Linked DNA regions of Sus scrofa: all the other regions are linked to region 4. The links are chromatin contacts, called in public HiChIP or PLAC-seq and promoter capture Hi-C maps. All regions are on one chromosome and are shown on one strand. Each heading gives the region's core, a stretch centred on a gene start, on an enhancer-like site or on the middle of the called end of the contact. The rest is flanking DNA. Distances are from core to core; before and after follow the strand shown. Region 1 holds the start of GTF2H4 (general transcription factor IIH subunit 4). Region 2 holds the start of EHMT2 (euchromatic histone lysine methyltransferase 2). Region 3 holds the start of TUBB (tubulin beta class I). Region 4 holds the start of DDX39B (DExD-box helicase 39B). Region 5 holds the start of IER3 (radiation-inducible immediate-early gene IEX-1).

Region 1 (2,700 bases), core at 119-2,618, 270 kb after region 4:
CAGAGTCCCAAGTCCTTACCTCCCATCGCTCCTCAGCATACTTGTCAAGCGAGGGCACATCCCGGGCATGCTTGTCTGGTCCCAGCTGACTTGTGTCATCAGACCAGGCCTTGCCCCTATGCCAGTACGGCCGAGAGTAAGGAACCCTGCCTGTGTTCCCTGCCCACCACCCCCCTTCCCTCTTTCTACCCTCATCTCCAGGGGCCACGAGTGGGAGACATATCCTATACCACGTAGCAAAGTCTGGTCCAACTTATTCCTAAAGGAGCTCCCAAAGGTGGAGCCCACAAGGTTCCAGAGAGGTCCCCCAGGGCCTCTTAATAAGTAGTTTAATGAGCAGTTTAATCACTAGTTCCCCTGCCTGGCCTAGGAAAAGATGGAAGTGACATACCCACCCAGAAGGGCAATGCGGAGGTTTTGGCGGAAGATGGGGTTGAGGATGAGGCCCTGGAGGCCACCAGGGAGCAGCTGGGTGTGCCAGATACGGAGGCCGCTCAGCAGCCCCGTGCTTTCCTCCTGGGCTCTGGAACAGAAGAGGAGAGGTGAGGGGAGTGTCCAGAGAACAAAAGGAAGGAAGCCCATAAAGACCACCATTTCTGCCTTTTCTGAACTGGTGGTCCTTGGAACACTGTTTCACAGAGTGAAATTGGTATCTTCTTAAGGCAAATTTCTTTACTGCAGCACCTACCAGAACCTTGTTATAGACATCACAACTCTCCAAGAGGCAAAATGGAGTATGCGTAGTTTCCCAAACTTGTTTAATTACAAGTTTAGTGGTGTTCCCTTGAATATACTCCAGCAGTTTGGGAAACCTGGCTGTTGAGAAATTTGTATCTGGCTGAAAGTGCAGCAGAGACTCACTTGCTGAATTCCTTCTTCACCCACAAGGCTACGGCAGCTTGTGGCAGAGGCTGCTCCAGAAAGAGCATCCGCATCACCCAGTTCTTAGCTAAAGATGGGAGCTCCCTATAAGGGGGCAGAGGGAAAACGTTAATATCAGAAACTGCCTCAGATCTGCATCCCTGCCCTCAAATGCCTCTCAAACATCTCATCTCACCCCTGGCCCTTTTACCAGTCTTCCTGCCCCCACATCTCCATCTGTTTGGGCCTGACACATTTTAGTCTCCAAGCCCCCCAGAGCTAAGCTTCTACCCATGATAACTTATTGCAGTCTGCAGGCCTCATTACATTTCCCTACTATGGTCCCTGCCATGAACGGGGTCCTCACCTGAAGACAGCCAAACAGGTGGCAGGGTGCCCATACAATCGGTCCAATACAACAGGGCTCAGGCCCCCTAAGAATTCCTGCAGATTCCTGCATTGTAGGTGTACTCGATTCAGTCCACCCCTTGAAGGGGTGCTCTCCATCACCTGAGAGATGCAAGTGTTAGTGGACCTCCGAAATCCATGCCAGTGTCACCCCCTCACCGTTCTCATTCCAATTCCAGATCCACTGGCCCCTGCAAAAATTCATCTTTTCTACAGTTTCCTTTTTCACGTCACTCATCTCCTCTTGTTTCTCCCAAACCTGACCACCCTCCTCTTCTTTCCTCCCTCCTCACTGCACTCCTGATCTCAACTCAAGTCTTCTCCAATTTCTAAGTGAAAGAATTGTCAGCTGTTCCATATTTGCAAAAATATTTTGTATTTCAGTGACTTATCTACACCCTAGGCAAAGAAAGTTTTCTGAGCCCAGTTCTCTCTCCCCTCGACCTCTCCTGGTCTGATCAGCCTATAAACTTCAATCTGCCCATTCTCTCCATCTATTTCTTGACCCCACTCCTCGTGCTGGGAACGGCAATAATTACCTTTCCCCTCCAAGTCTCATAAATCTAATTCCACCTCTTTCCTCTTCCCGTCCCTAAGACTACTTCACTCCATTCACCCTGACTCACACCGTATGATCTCCTCCTAACTCGTCCCCTACTTTCTTCCCAATGCTCGTCTCTCATCAACTCTCTCCTTCTTATACCTCCCGCCACCCCTTCTCTCCCAGCCCCCTTACCACTCAGTGTCGACCCCCTCCTCGTGCACTCCGAGTCTTAAGCCGTCGCTTAATCGGAGCCAGTGTCTCGCATTAGCTCTCAGGAATAGGGGAAAGAATGGCGGAAAGTGAGCGAAAAATATGGGGAGGGGGACGAAGGATTTCACCCACGCAAGTCCAGAGTGGAGGATTCAGAAGAGGAGTGGAGAGGTAGGGAGGAGAAGAACCGGCGCTGCACTCGCTCGCCACAGGGCATGCTGGGAATTGGAGTCTTGTCCTTCCCAGCCCGGGAGCCAGCTGAAGCGCGTCCGACTACAACTCCCAAAAGGCACTGCGGGGAGCCAAGCGGAGAGAGGCTGGCTTTTACGTAAGAGAGCCGGAGGCTCCGGAGGTCTGGCTGTTCGTTCCGCATCGCTCTCCACCCACTCGGCTAACGGCGAGTCTAACCAACCCGAGATCATGTGGGGACCCTGAGAATAGAAGTTCCCCGAGGTCTTCCTATCCGAGGTGCGGAAACCACTGGGTGGTGAGGAGCTCAGGTTCAGAGATGCAGAAACCTGGGTTCCTTGAGCTCAGTTGCTCCTCGTAAAACTGGAATAATGCACTTTCCAGAGCATTTTCTCGAATTAGGAGTTAACTCCATCCGGTGTGCCTTCCTTGGCAAGTAAATACTCAGTAAATCTTAATTGTCACGTCCTCCATGCTTCCATCCACCT
Region 2 (2,700 bases), core at 53-2,552, 330 kb before region 4:
GTGTGTAAATGACTCTCCGACCCTAGACCGCCTCACACTCTGATGCCATTTGCTAAGTACCTGGAGGTCACAACTCATCCAGGTCTCATGCCTGAAGCTACCTTGACAAGGGAAGGGGGAGTGTAACAAGTGGGATTCTCCAGCCAGGGACCCACACCCCCAGTTCTGCATCCTCAACACCTGCTGGATACCTCATGTCACAAAGGTTCCATGATTGTTTGGCAGAGGTGTCAACACTTGACCTGCCCCTCTAGTTGAGTCTGGTACCAGGGCTAGGGAGGGGCGCTAGGTGTGATCGCTGTGCCCAGCCAAAATTGTAAGCAGGAGCCTAAGTTTGGGCATCTTGGGTCTGGGAAAAAGTTTCGTGTCGCCTGGAAGGCAAAAAAAAAATCACTGGATTAGGGTGTGGAGAAGACTACAATTCCCAGAAAGCTCTGGAATAGTTCTTAACCAAAGAGGACTACAGCTCCCAGAAGGCCTTGTATTGGCCTCAGGTGCCCTATGTCCCAACCACCTACCTGAGTCAAATACTGCATGTGAAATACAGATATTTTCCAAAATTTGACCATAATGTAGTATCTAAAGAGATGGTACCCCAAATAGACCCATCAAAGTTGTATGTCTTAGTACTGTTGACTGGGCTATGACCCACGCAATACCTGCCTGGATATGCTTGTTAAACAGACGGCAATGACTCCCGCAACTCTGGAGGCTTACCTGAATCCCTAGTGCATGTGGTGGCCTAACATGTCTGGCATAAACAGAGGAGACATTTAGCCCCAGGTTTTCAAGAGGGGGTCGCTGCTCCAGGGGACATTAAAGCAGTATGCTAGAACCAGCCAAGAGGAGACCTTCAGGTGTCCTTCGCGTGTCCCCATCGCCCCCTTCTTGCTTGTTAGAGAAGCGAGGCCAAAATTGAGGCCGAGCCTTCTATCTAGTGACCTAGAAACTAGAAAGCAACCAGAAGCGGGAAAAGCACACGCGGGTGGGATTGGAAATACAGCCACTGCCAGGAGCCGGGAGACTCAGATGCTCTGTTACCTAAAACCAGGTCGGGGATGGAGAAGCCACACCTGGACCTAGGCGTGCCTCGCCTTCGGTTCCCCGCTGAGCCGAGGCCAGGAATGGCAGGAATTTTCCCCGGCAGCCCCCAGCTTAGGTCAGCCACTGCCATTTCAGAGGCCGCTCTCCGGGGAGAATGGCCAGAAAGCGCGTAGTGGCTCCTTTAAGGCTCCTCCTAGCCCTCCCTCCCCCGCCCACGTGACCCGGGGCGGCCGCGCGCCGGCTCGGCCCCCCGCGCAAGCGGCGATGGCGGCGGCGGCGGGAGCTGCAGCGGCGGCGGCCGCCGAGGTGCGGAAGGGGAGGGGGAGAGGCGGGTGCATGCCCGCGCGCGCGCCCGGGGGAAGCGCGCGCCCGTGCAATGCTCCGGGGGTGCAACGGGGCCGGGGGGCCCGGGCGGGACTTGCAGCAATCCGGAGGGCCAGCACCGGGGGCGGATGAGGGGACCAGGGGGTGGGAGGTGGGGGGAGTGGGCACGGAGGCGCGCATGCAGCCGCCGGCTGCCCCCGAGTGGGCGGCGGGCGCCGGGGCCCCGGGAACACGCGCGAGGGGCACGAGGGGCCGTCCACCGGGCTGGGGGGCAGCGGGCGCAGGAGGGGTTGGTGCCCGGGGTCCCCGCGGCCTGGGGGACAAAGGGGGAGCGGCGCGTGCAGCCGGGAGGAGGGGGCGGGGCCGGGGCGCGGAGGCCCCGCCCCCTCCCCCTCCTCTCTTCTCGGCCCCTGAGATGCGGGGTCTACCCAGAGGGAGGGGGCTGCTGAGGGCCCGGGGGAGGGGTCGTGCGGCCCCTCCGGGCAGCCGAAGCCGCGGAAGGGGGGGCCCCCATAGAGGAAGAGGTAGGCCCCGGAGCCTACTCTCTCTTCCCAGGGCTCAAGCGTCCTGGGCGCCCCAACTTCCTACCGGACTGACCAGTCCTCCTATCCCTTGTGTCCCCTCCCAGGGGGAGGCCCCCGCTGAGATGGGGGCGCTGGTGCTGGAGAAGGAGCCCAGAGGAGCTACCGAGAGAGGTGAGTACGGCAGAAACGGGCCCAGTTAAGACTTTCACCTCCCCCAACACGGGATCTCCTGAGCCCTTGGCCCGAACTTTTTTTTTCCTTTACAGTTCATGGCTCTTTGGGGGACACCCCTCGTAGTGAGGAGGCCCTCCCCAAGGCCAACCCTGACTCCCTGGAACCTGCTGGCCCCTCATCCCCAGCCTCTGTCACAGTCACCGTCGGCGATGAGGGAGCTGACACTCCTATAGGGGCCACACCTCTCATTGGGGATGAACCCGAGAATCTCGAGGGAGATGGGGACCTCCATGGGGGACGCATCCTGCTGGGTGAGAGGCCAGGGAGTCTAGGGGGGTGAGGTGAGGTATTCTCAGGTTCTGCCTTCCCTCTTATCTTGCTTCCTGCCTGCCTGTCTGTCTTCCAGGCCATGCCACAAAGTCATTCCCGTCTTCCCCTAGCAAGGGGGGTGCCTGTCCCAGCCGAGCCAAAATGTCAATGACTGGGGCTGGAAAATCACCCCCATCAGTCCAGAGTTTGGCTATGAGGCTGCTGAGTATGCCGGGGGCCCAGGGGGCAGCAGCAGCAGCAATACCTGAACCCCCTCCAGCCACAGCCAGCCCAGAGGGGCAGCCCAAGGTCCATCGAGCCAGGA
Region 3 (2,749 bases), core at 131-2,630, 420 kb after region 4:
AGCGCAACCTCTCCCCGCCCCTCACACTGGGCACAAAGAGCCCGGGGCGGGAGCCAATGCAGAAGGCGACCACCCCCGCCCTGCACGTGACGGCAGCGCACGCGCAGGTTAAGCCGCCGACAAAGGGAGGCGCAGCGCTTGGGCGGGGGCGAACCGCAAATCCTGAGCGCTAGGGGCGGGGCTTGGGCGGGACTAGTGCGCCCCCCGCCGGCCAGCCAGGCTGTATTGTCCCCGCGCGCTAGGGGCGCCCGGGTCCCGCCCTTCTGCTACAACGTTGCAGCCGCACTTCCTCCCCGCCCCTCCCCCGCTACACTGTAACCGCGCGCAAAGAGGAAAAAACCCCTCCCCCTCTTGGCCTCGGAATTTTATTTCTACCCTTTTTTTCTCCTTTGCTTTGAGGATTTTCTTTTGTCCTACTCTTTAGTTCTAAGGGACCCTTTAAAGAAAGGACACCGTCTTTCCCATTTTTCTGTTCACGCCCTAAAAGGGTCTCCGTTAGGGTAAATGAAAGGAACTAAAGTTAATCCAGCACGTATTAGCCTTCCAGCACGAAAAATTGAGCGATCACCCCTTGGGGATTGCAGGCGCGCGGAGACCCCTGAGCTTTTGCAAAGGATATCGAGTACTGCAGCCCACTCTGGTGCATCGCGTTCCCCCACCTCTGGATCCGACCTATCTGCGGCTGCCCGCCAGCCTCGCCCCTTCCCCCTTCAGCTTAGCCCTACAAAGCCCCGCCAAGGGGAATGCACATGGGGAAAACCTCGCCTCGCTTTGTCTCCGGCCGTTTCCGCATCTCCCTCGAGCTCCCCAAGTCCTCGGACCGTTAGGAGATCCCCTTTTAAGTAAAATTTTACAGAAGCTCGGTTTTCCCGCCTCCTAAACCTACAGGGTGCTTTTAACAGCTTCCCCAAAATGAACCCGCCGAGTAAAGAATTCCCCATTTTTCAAAAGCAGACCCTAACTACAAACGCGTATTTTATACATATAAAACTTTTGGGGGGCAAGGCTTGACTACGGATGGAGAATGCAAATGTTCCACAACCATTCTTTTTAATTTACCTGGGTTTTTTTTTCTTTCTCACTAAGAAATATAGTTTAAAGAGGTTAAACAAAAAAATCTTACCTTGGCACCGATCTGGTTGCCACACTGACCGGCCTGGATATGCACGATTTCCCTCATTGTTAAAATTTATTCTAATCTTTTTGCTCGCCTCAAGGTGTGTACGGGGCAAGAAAATGATAAGTAATTTTGTTTTTCTCTGCTCCCGGTCGCAGGCTGGAAGGATGGGACGGGCCCCGGAGGCTGGAGCAGCGAGGTCCGAACACGGCGGCAGGAAGGTTCTGAGAGGGAGAAAGGAGAGGGGAGGGCGCGGGAGGAAAGGCGGGCAGGGCGGGGCGCGCGTGCGCGGGGGCCGGGAGGCGGGAGAACTCGCCCCGCGCCACCGTGAGGAGACAAAGCCTCTTAGAGTCTGGTCCTGATTAGTTCGTGCCTGTCATGTATCAGACGTCCATTGGTCCCTGCTCAGGTGGACGAGCGCAGTCCTCCCTGGGAGTTGTAGTCCTCTATTGTTGTCCACGCTGCAATATGAAAGGACGAATGGGTGGGTACTGGGTTTGGGGGTTTGGTTTGGTTTGGTTTTTGTGAAAAGTAACCTTGCGCAAGGGTTTTTTCCCGCTATGCCTGACTTTTTTGGAACAAAAAGAGAGTAGTTTTCGGGGATACAGGAATTGGGAACCCTGGGGTGCCAGACATTGGGAGGTGGAGGGGCACGCCCTGAAAGCTCCACGCTGCAGTAGCTCTTGGGAACACTGGACTGCTTAGCTCAGCGAAAACTGGGGAGAAATGCGGCACCCTGCACTACTATCTAACAGCTGGTCCTTCGGTGACCTAAAGCATGAACTCCACTAAGCCGCTCCTTCTCCAGATACTTCAGGAAGAAGGAAGGGATTGTCCTCTTGCTATTTCCTTGGGAGTTTTTTAATGATGATATTGAAAGAGAAACAAAATTGTATCAAGGGCCTTGCGGGATAGAGGAGTAATTGTGTAGAGGATGTGTTCAAGAATAAGTTGGTTTAGAGAAACGGATATGCCAGAACTCTCCGTCCATGGTGGGGGGTGAGAGAGATCTGGGCCTTCGAGCAGCGTTTAACCCTTTGCCTTCTTGTGAAGCCGAAAACTGTGGGGTGAGATCCTTGATAGAATTTCATTGTCTTCCAGCCTACCTCCCTAGACACTTCGAAGTCGCTGTTTTTTTCACTTCATTGATTTCACTGACTGGGAGGCTGACCATTTGAAACCTTCCAGGATCTTCAGAATTGAAATAAAAGGAGCGGGGGGGCGGGGGTCATGGGGAAAAAAACTGGATGTGCTCAAGTCTGAGTGGTATTCTTCTCAGTGGTATTCTTCAATTCTTCACTTGATAGATACTAAGTGTCCACCAAATCAGGAACTAGGGATACAAAAATGATTAAAAATTAGCTCCTTGTCTTCCAGGATCTTGCAATTTGGTGAAAAGTGTATGAACAATAGAGTGCAGTAAGCACTGTAATAAAGGACTTGTGATATCAAGATCATCACTGTTAATTCACATTGGATTCAACACAAATTTCTCAGGCATCTTCTAAATAAAAGAACATCAAGTTGTGTAAGACCCCCTCCACTCACTTAAAATAGAATGTTTATGTTTTAGGGCAGCGAGAAAGTTAAGAATTTACAATTGGAAAACTTGTTTCAATTTGTCTCCACCTT
Region 4 (2,700 bases), core at 153-2,652:
GCCATACGCCTTCGCCTTGTTCAGGTAAGGTTTGGCTTTCAGCACAATCCGACTCCATCTGCGTTTCTCTGCGGCCATCCCGTCGCAGGGCTCCTGATAACCCTTGTACAAGCTACGGTCTGGTCGCCGGGGTCTGATTGAGTTGTTACTTCCACCGCATACATTCCTTTCAAGAGCAAGAAGGTTGGGGGGGCGGAGGCAGGGAAGCGGCGCGCGGGGGAGGGGGGGAAGTCCAAGATGGTGGCCCTGGCGCCATTGTGTTTCCTTTACTCTTCGCTCCTCCAGTGGGCGCCTGCTTAATCGGAGGCCCCAGCGGCGATGAGAGGTGACGCTAGGCGTCCTCTGGCCTTGGGCATTTGCGGAGGGCGGGGCTCTTTTCATCCTCCCGCTTATTTTTGCGTTGTCGGCTCGCGGTAGTGGGAATCGGCGGCTTCTGGGCCTAGTTGAACTTTTCTCATTTCGGCCTTCCCACTATTATTTAGAGCGTTTTAATTGTTTAGGAATGGTGTCAATGTGTTTTTCGGAAAGGGGGTGAGGCCTGAAGAGTAACGCAATGGTGACGAAGGTTTTACTTATTAACTGGAAAGAGGATTCATCTTAGTTATTGGCCTGCTTTTCATTCATTGTTTGTTGGGGAGATGAATTTTTCCCGGTCTGGCATTTCTCTAGACCCCTCCCCCCGCCATAAGTTACCCAAGGCCTTTAAACGCCAGAAGGCGGTTACTGAGGAGTGGGAGGCTGGAGTGCTGGGGAGAGGTGGGTGGCAGCCACATGATGTTTTCATTTTGAAAAGTGAGAGCTTTGCGCAGTGACGACTTTTATCTATCACCCTTGACTGATGGCTGCTGTATTAGAAGTTGAGATTGTACACTTCGTAGGGAAAGCACAAGATCTTGAGGGCCTGTCATTTTGTCGTTTTCATTCTCCGTTCTTAAGTCATTATCTATGTTCTGCTTTTCATGGTTTTTTTTTTTTTTTCTTTCTTTCTTTCTTTGCTGCTGTCACAGACCTGGGATTTGTAAGCTGATCTTGCCCTTCCAACTTCCGGGTTTCTGCTTCTTTGAGCTGAGGTTTTGGGGAACCTGTGTCCTAATCACCTCCTCTGGGACCACTTTTTTCATTCCCTGTATTACGTTTGCTTTTCCCTTTTAATTCTTGTGGGTTTTTTTGTTACTTTCAATGTTTCATAGTTTAGGGAAAGTGGAAAGTGTGGGGATGGAAGAGGTGGCTAAGGCTCTGCTCATGACTGATGAGTCTTCTCTCTGGTTTTTTTCCCTAGCTCTTCTGTCAGAAACTAGTATTTCTTTTCCTCTCCTGTTCCTCGAGCCTCCACTCTCCCCTGTCTTATTCTGTGTGAACCCAGCCGGAGACGCCTCCCCTTCTCCCCCTGCCGGCCCAGTTATGGCAGAGAACGATGTGGACAATGAGCTCTTGGATTATGAAGACGATGAGGTGGAGACAGCAGCTGGGGGAGATGGGGCTGAGGCCCCTGCCAAGAAGGATGTCAAGGGCTCCTATGTCTCCATCCACAGCTCTGGCTTTCGTGACTTCCTGCTCAAGCCAGAGTTGCTCCGGGCCATTGTTGACTGTGGCTTTGAGCATCCATCAGAAGGTAAATTTTCCTCAGACTTTTAAAGGATGTGAGAAACATGGTTATGGTCTTTTAGTGATACGGAATTATATAAGATAGATTAGGGAAGAAGTACCAAAAACTGTTTTAGCAGTAGAAAGAGTTATATATAGGTTGGTTTTTCATTCATGGTGACAAGTAAGTGCTAGTGATGTAAAAGTAATTTAGATAGAGATCTGTTTTTCATCTTGTGACTGGCTTTTCTCCTTGTCTGCTTGTTTTTAATTTTGTTTCTTTGACTTTTAATTTAAAATTTCCAGAGAGGAGCTGGTTGGACTCTTGAGCCAAGCCAGCTCTGGTCTCTGGAAACCGTTATGGCTGGTCTAAAGGTGGCTGGCTTTGGGTCAGGTACCAAGTCCTTCATTTTGTCCAAGGTTGCAGGGTTATGTGACCCAAAGCATGACAGCCTAAGTAGGAGAAATGGCCTGTGGCAGGCACTCAAAAGTCATGGATTGTTACAGATTAAGAAACATTCGGACAGAGTCAGGAGCACCTAAGGCAAGCAATTGGTAGGTGCAAGAGGGTTGTTAGCAGGACTGTGGGGGTCTGGAACTGGAGGAGGCCAATGTTAGAAGGAACTGGGAAGGTCTGATTTGGGGATTACTTTGATTACTCGAGGGAGCAGAGGTAGAAAGGGTCTGGAAATCGACAAGAACCATTTAAGAATTGAGTAGAGAGAAACGGGTTTGGCATGGTGAAAAAGCTGGCCAAGTTAGCTGGAGACTGAAGTCTAATTATCCTTTTTCCCCCCTCCTTATAGTTCAGCATGAATGCATCCCTCAGGCCATCCTGGGAATGGATGTCCTATGCCAGGCCAAGTCAGGCATGGGGAAGACAGCGGTGTTTGTGCTGGCTACACTGCAACAGCTGGAGCCAGTTACTGGGCAGGTATGCTTGGGGAAAGTGCTGGAGGAGGCATTTTGGTTTGCAGTGTTCGGGAAGGGTGTTTGTGTCAGCTCCATGATGCATTCAGAGCCACCAGTGCTTGTTGCTAAGGTGACCTCTCATTCTTGACTGACAGCCGTGGGGAATGTTCTGTAGTAATCATGGGGTTAATGGTTTAGAGCTCC
Region 5 (2,700 bases), core at 26-2,525, 400 kb after region 4:
CTGTTCAAGGTCCTTTCAAATGCCATTATTCCCTGAAGCCTCGCCTGATTGATTAGACAGACATGAACAGTAGTTCTCCTGGCATCTGGCATGCCCGGCTCCCCAGCACACATGAGGAAACTCCCCTTGGTACTCAACAGTACCATTTAACAGGAAGCCTGGCTCCATGAATGCTCAAAAGATGTTATATTCTGTGTCCGTGAACAGCTATTTCTAAGGCAGTTAAAGAAAATGTGTCAGTTCTCGAGTTATTGTCATTACCACATTTGCAAAATGTCTCGCAGTTTAAATGTTCCTCACATAAACTTAAATCCGGGTGGCTACTAACTTCTTGCCTTTGTATTTTGTGTCCTCTGCTCCAGCCATGTATGAACATTTGTGCACATTGCTGGGTTGCCCCTGTGTGGTGTCTGCACCTTTGTTCTGTGTATGCGTGTGTGTGTTGTGTGTATATTGAAGGGTAGCAGAATATGTCACCCCAAAATGTGCCTCTTTGGAGCATGCGGATTATTTTGAGCAGAAGGCAATCAAGATCAACAGACTCTGGAAAAGCTTTTTACCTCTCCCTTAACTGCCTAAATAACTTAAGTAGGGGGCCTGACCCAGGGAGAGATAGCTTTCATCTGCAAGATTTACCTGCTTGGCAGGGCAAACATCTAATTAGCAAACATCCTCCTGTGAATTACCTACCTCCCCTTCAAGCCCCAGGTCCCTATCTCATTCCTTAGCTCTGGATGGTTTATAAACCTCAACTGAATGACTGCCTTTGAATCTCAAGTCTTCATGGGCTCCTGTAAGCATGCAATTAAATTTGTTTTCTCTTGTTAATCTATCCTATGTCAATTTAATTATTAGACCAGCCAAAGGAGAAATTTTTCTGCCTCTGCAGTGTGGTGTGTGTGTGCCAGTGTATTGGTTTCCCTTAGGCTTTTTGGCTATTTCTGTAGTGACTTGCCTCTTAATCCCCACAGACGTGTGAATGTGCATGTGTAACTGTGGTTCTTTTGTTGGGTCAATATTGTAGCAGAATGGCCAGACTTCCTTATTTAAGCCTTCCTGCCTCCCCAGAGATGGGGCTTGTGGCTGAACCATCTCAAACAGTCTGTGGGCACCTCTCCAGCTGCTACATGTCCCCACATGTGTCCACAGCCCGGGATTTCACCCGCCTCCACTCACAACTCACAACACACACTTGAGGCCTTCCTTGACCCTGGCCAACTCTCCACCCCCTCCCTTTGCTTAACCGTCGGAATTTCCAGCCGCCCGGCCAACCGCTCTCAGCCGCGGGTGGAGTTGAGTAAGGGCCCGCCCATGCTCGAGTACATAACTGGCGCGGCGGGGCTGTGGGGCCAGTCGTCCTTCTGTTCAGCTCGGCGCACAATGTGTCACTCTCGCAGCTCTCTCCCTACCATGACCATCCTGCGGGCCCCGACCCCGGCCCCCTCCACCAGCCCGGTGCCCCGGCGAGGCTCTGGTCCCGAGATATTCACCTTCGATCCTCTCCCGGAGCCCGCGGTGGCCCCCGCCGCGCGCCCCAGCGCCTCCCGCGGGCTCCGAAAGCGCAGCCGTCGGGTCCTCTACCCACGAGTGGTGAGTGTCGGCGAAGCGGACAGCCCGGGGGAAGAGCAGGGTAAACCACTGGATGCCGGGGCCCTGACCTAACCCCCTTTTGTCATCTCCCCTCAGGTCCGGCGCCAGCTGCCAGTCGAGGATCCGAACCCTGCCAAAAAGCTACTCTTTCTCCTGCTTACCATCGTCTTCTGTCAGATCCTGATGGCTGAAGAGGGTGTGTCGGCACCCCTGGCCCCTGAAGACACCCCCAGCGCCCCATCCCCCGCGCCCACCGCTGCGCCCCCAGTTCTTGAGCCCTTAATCTGACCTCGGAGCCCTCGGACTACGCTTTGGACCTCAGCACTTTTCTCCAGCAACACCCAGCCGCTTTCTAACCCTGACTGCCCACACCCCCAAAAGAATCTGAAAACACAAGGAAACACCGGGTGTACCTGGTGCGCAAGAGCGTATCCCAAACTGGGACTCCTGAGGCAACTCACACTCAGAACACTACAGCGGAGACGCCCGCCCTGGGAGCCTGGGAGAGACAGGCACCGACACGCTGGGGCTGGGCCGGATGGGGAGGAAGACTGTTGTTAATTTATTTCTCATTGCTCCTAATAATATTTATATGTATTTATGTATGTCCCCCTAGGTGATGGAGGGGGGCACCTAATATTTATTTTAACTTATGCTGCGGAGCGAGATGTGCTCCCTGCTGCAAGTGCAGATCTCTGGGTATTTATTGAGTTCTGTGGGATTGGTGGAGGCAAGCACCAGAACTGAGGGAGGGTGGGAGAGGGATGGAGAAAACTCGGGTCCGGGCTGGGAATCGAAGACGGTGGTGGGTCCTAGGTTTAGCGGGTGACACTTTAGGTCCTCCAGCATCTGAACTCTCGGCTCTACTATGTGAGGCTTCGGGGGACCGTGGAAATATTGTCCTTGGCCTTCGATCTCCTTGAAGTTGCCCCCAAGGGGTGGCTGCGGGGGTGAGTGGGCTGTCAGAGGGCGGCTGTGGGGTCGCCCAGTATGTTCTGTGAACACAAATAAACTTGATTTACTGTCAACAGTCATGTGAGTGTCTCTGCAAGCGGTGATGCCCACTCCTCATAGACTTCAGGCTCCAGGGCCGGGCGGGAGGAGCCACGA

Evidence for each region. Promoter capture Hi-C pulls out the DNA fragments that hold promoters and counts their contacts. HiChIP or PLAC-seq counts read pairs in DNA pulled down with a chosen protein or histone mark.
Region 1: a contact with region 4 is called in a promoter capture Hi-C map of liver, with 8 times the contacts expected there. The contact joins the promoter of GTF2H4 here to the promoter of DDX39B in region 4. A contact is called at or near these places in 2 of 5 promoter capture datasets (fetal skeletal muscle and liver), 5 of 47 Hi-C or Micro-C datasets (embryonic fibroblasts, fetal heart ventricle and liver) and 1 of 2 datasets of contacts at active chromatin or transcription factors (alveolar macrophages).
Region 2: a contact with region 4 is called in a promoter capture Hi-C map of liver, with 4 times the contacts expected there. The contact joins the promoter of EHMT2 here to the promoter of DDX39B in region 4. A contact is called at or near these places in 1 of 5 promoter capture datasets (liver) and 1 of 2 datasets of contacts at active chromatin or transcription factors (alveolar macrophages).
Region 3: a contact with region 4 is called in a promoter capture Hi-C map of liver, with 2.5 times the contacts expected there. The contact joins the promoter of TUBB here to the promoter of DDX39B in region 4. A contact is called at or near these places in 1 of 5 promoter capture datasets (liver) and 1 of 47 Hi-C or Micro-C datasets (alveolar macrophages).
Region 5: a contact with region 4 is called in an H3K27ac HiChIP or PLAC-seq map of alveolar macrophages. The contact joins the promoter of IER3 here to the promoter of DDX39B in region 4. A contact is called at or near these places in 1 of 47 Hi-C or Micro-C datasets (alveolar macrophages) and 2 of 2 datasets of contacts at active chromatin or transcription factors (alveolar macrophages and skeletal muscle).

What each region holds. Positions count from the first base shown.
Region 1 is chr7:23,397,973-23,400,672 of Sscrofa11.1, reverse strand. It overlaps GTF2H4 (general transcription factor IIH subunit 4), which reads right to left and starts at 1,368. Exons shown (of 13, transcript NM_001123120.1): 1 at 1,229-1,368; 2 at 862-966; 3 at 392-523; 4 at 20-116. The coding sequence starts at 1,368.
Region 2 is chr7:23,991,275-23,993,974 of Sscrofa11.1, reverse strand. EHMT2 (euchromatic histone lysine methyltransferase 2) reads left to right here and starts at 1,302. Exons shown (of 29, transcript NM_001101823.1): 1 at 1,302-1,350; 2 at 1,997-2,063; 3 at 2,159-2,377; 4 at 2,473-2,700. The coding sequence starts at 1,309. It also overlaps a transcript of ZBTB12 not described here.
Region 3 is chr7:23,246,458-23,249,206 of Sscrofa11.1, reverse strand. It overlaps TUBB (tubulin beta class I), which reads right to left and starts at 1,380. Exons shown (of 4, transcript NM_001044612.1): 1 at 1,124-1,380. The coding sequence starts at 1,180. It also overlaps a transcript of MDC1 not described here.
Region 4 is chr7:23,666,319-23,669,018 of Sscrofa11.1, reverse strand. DDX39B (DExD-box helicase 39B) reads left to right here and starts at 1,402. Exons shown (of 10, transcript NM_001005157.1): 1 at 1,402-1,612; 2 at 2,391-2,518. The coding sequence starts at 1,402.
Region 5 is chr7:23,265,480-23,268,179 of Sscrofa11.1, reverse strand. It overlaps IER3 (radiation-inducible immediate-early gene IEX-1), which reads left to right and starts at 1,275. Exons shown (of 2, transcript XM_001927551.4): 1 at 1,275-1,590; 2 at 1,687-2,620. The coding sequence starts at 1,312. The coding sequence ends at 1,878.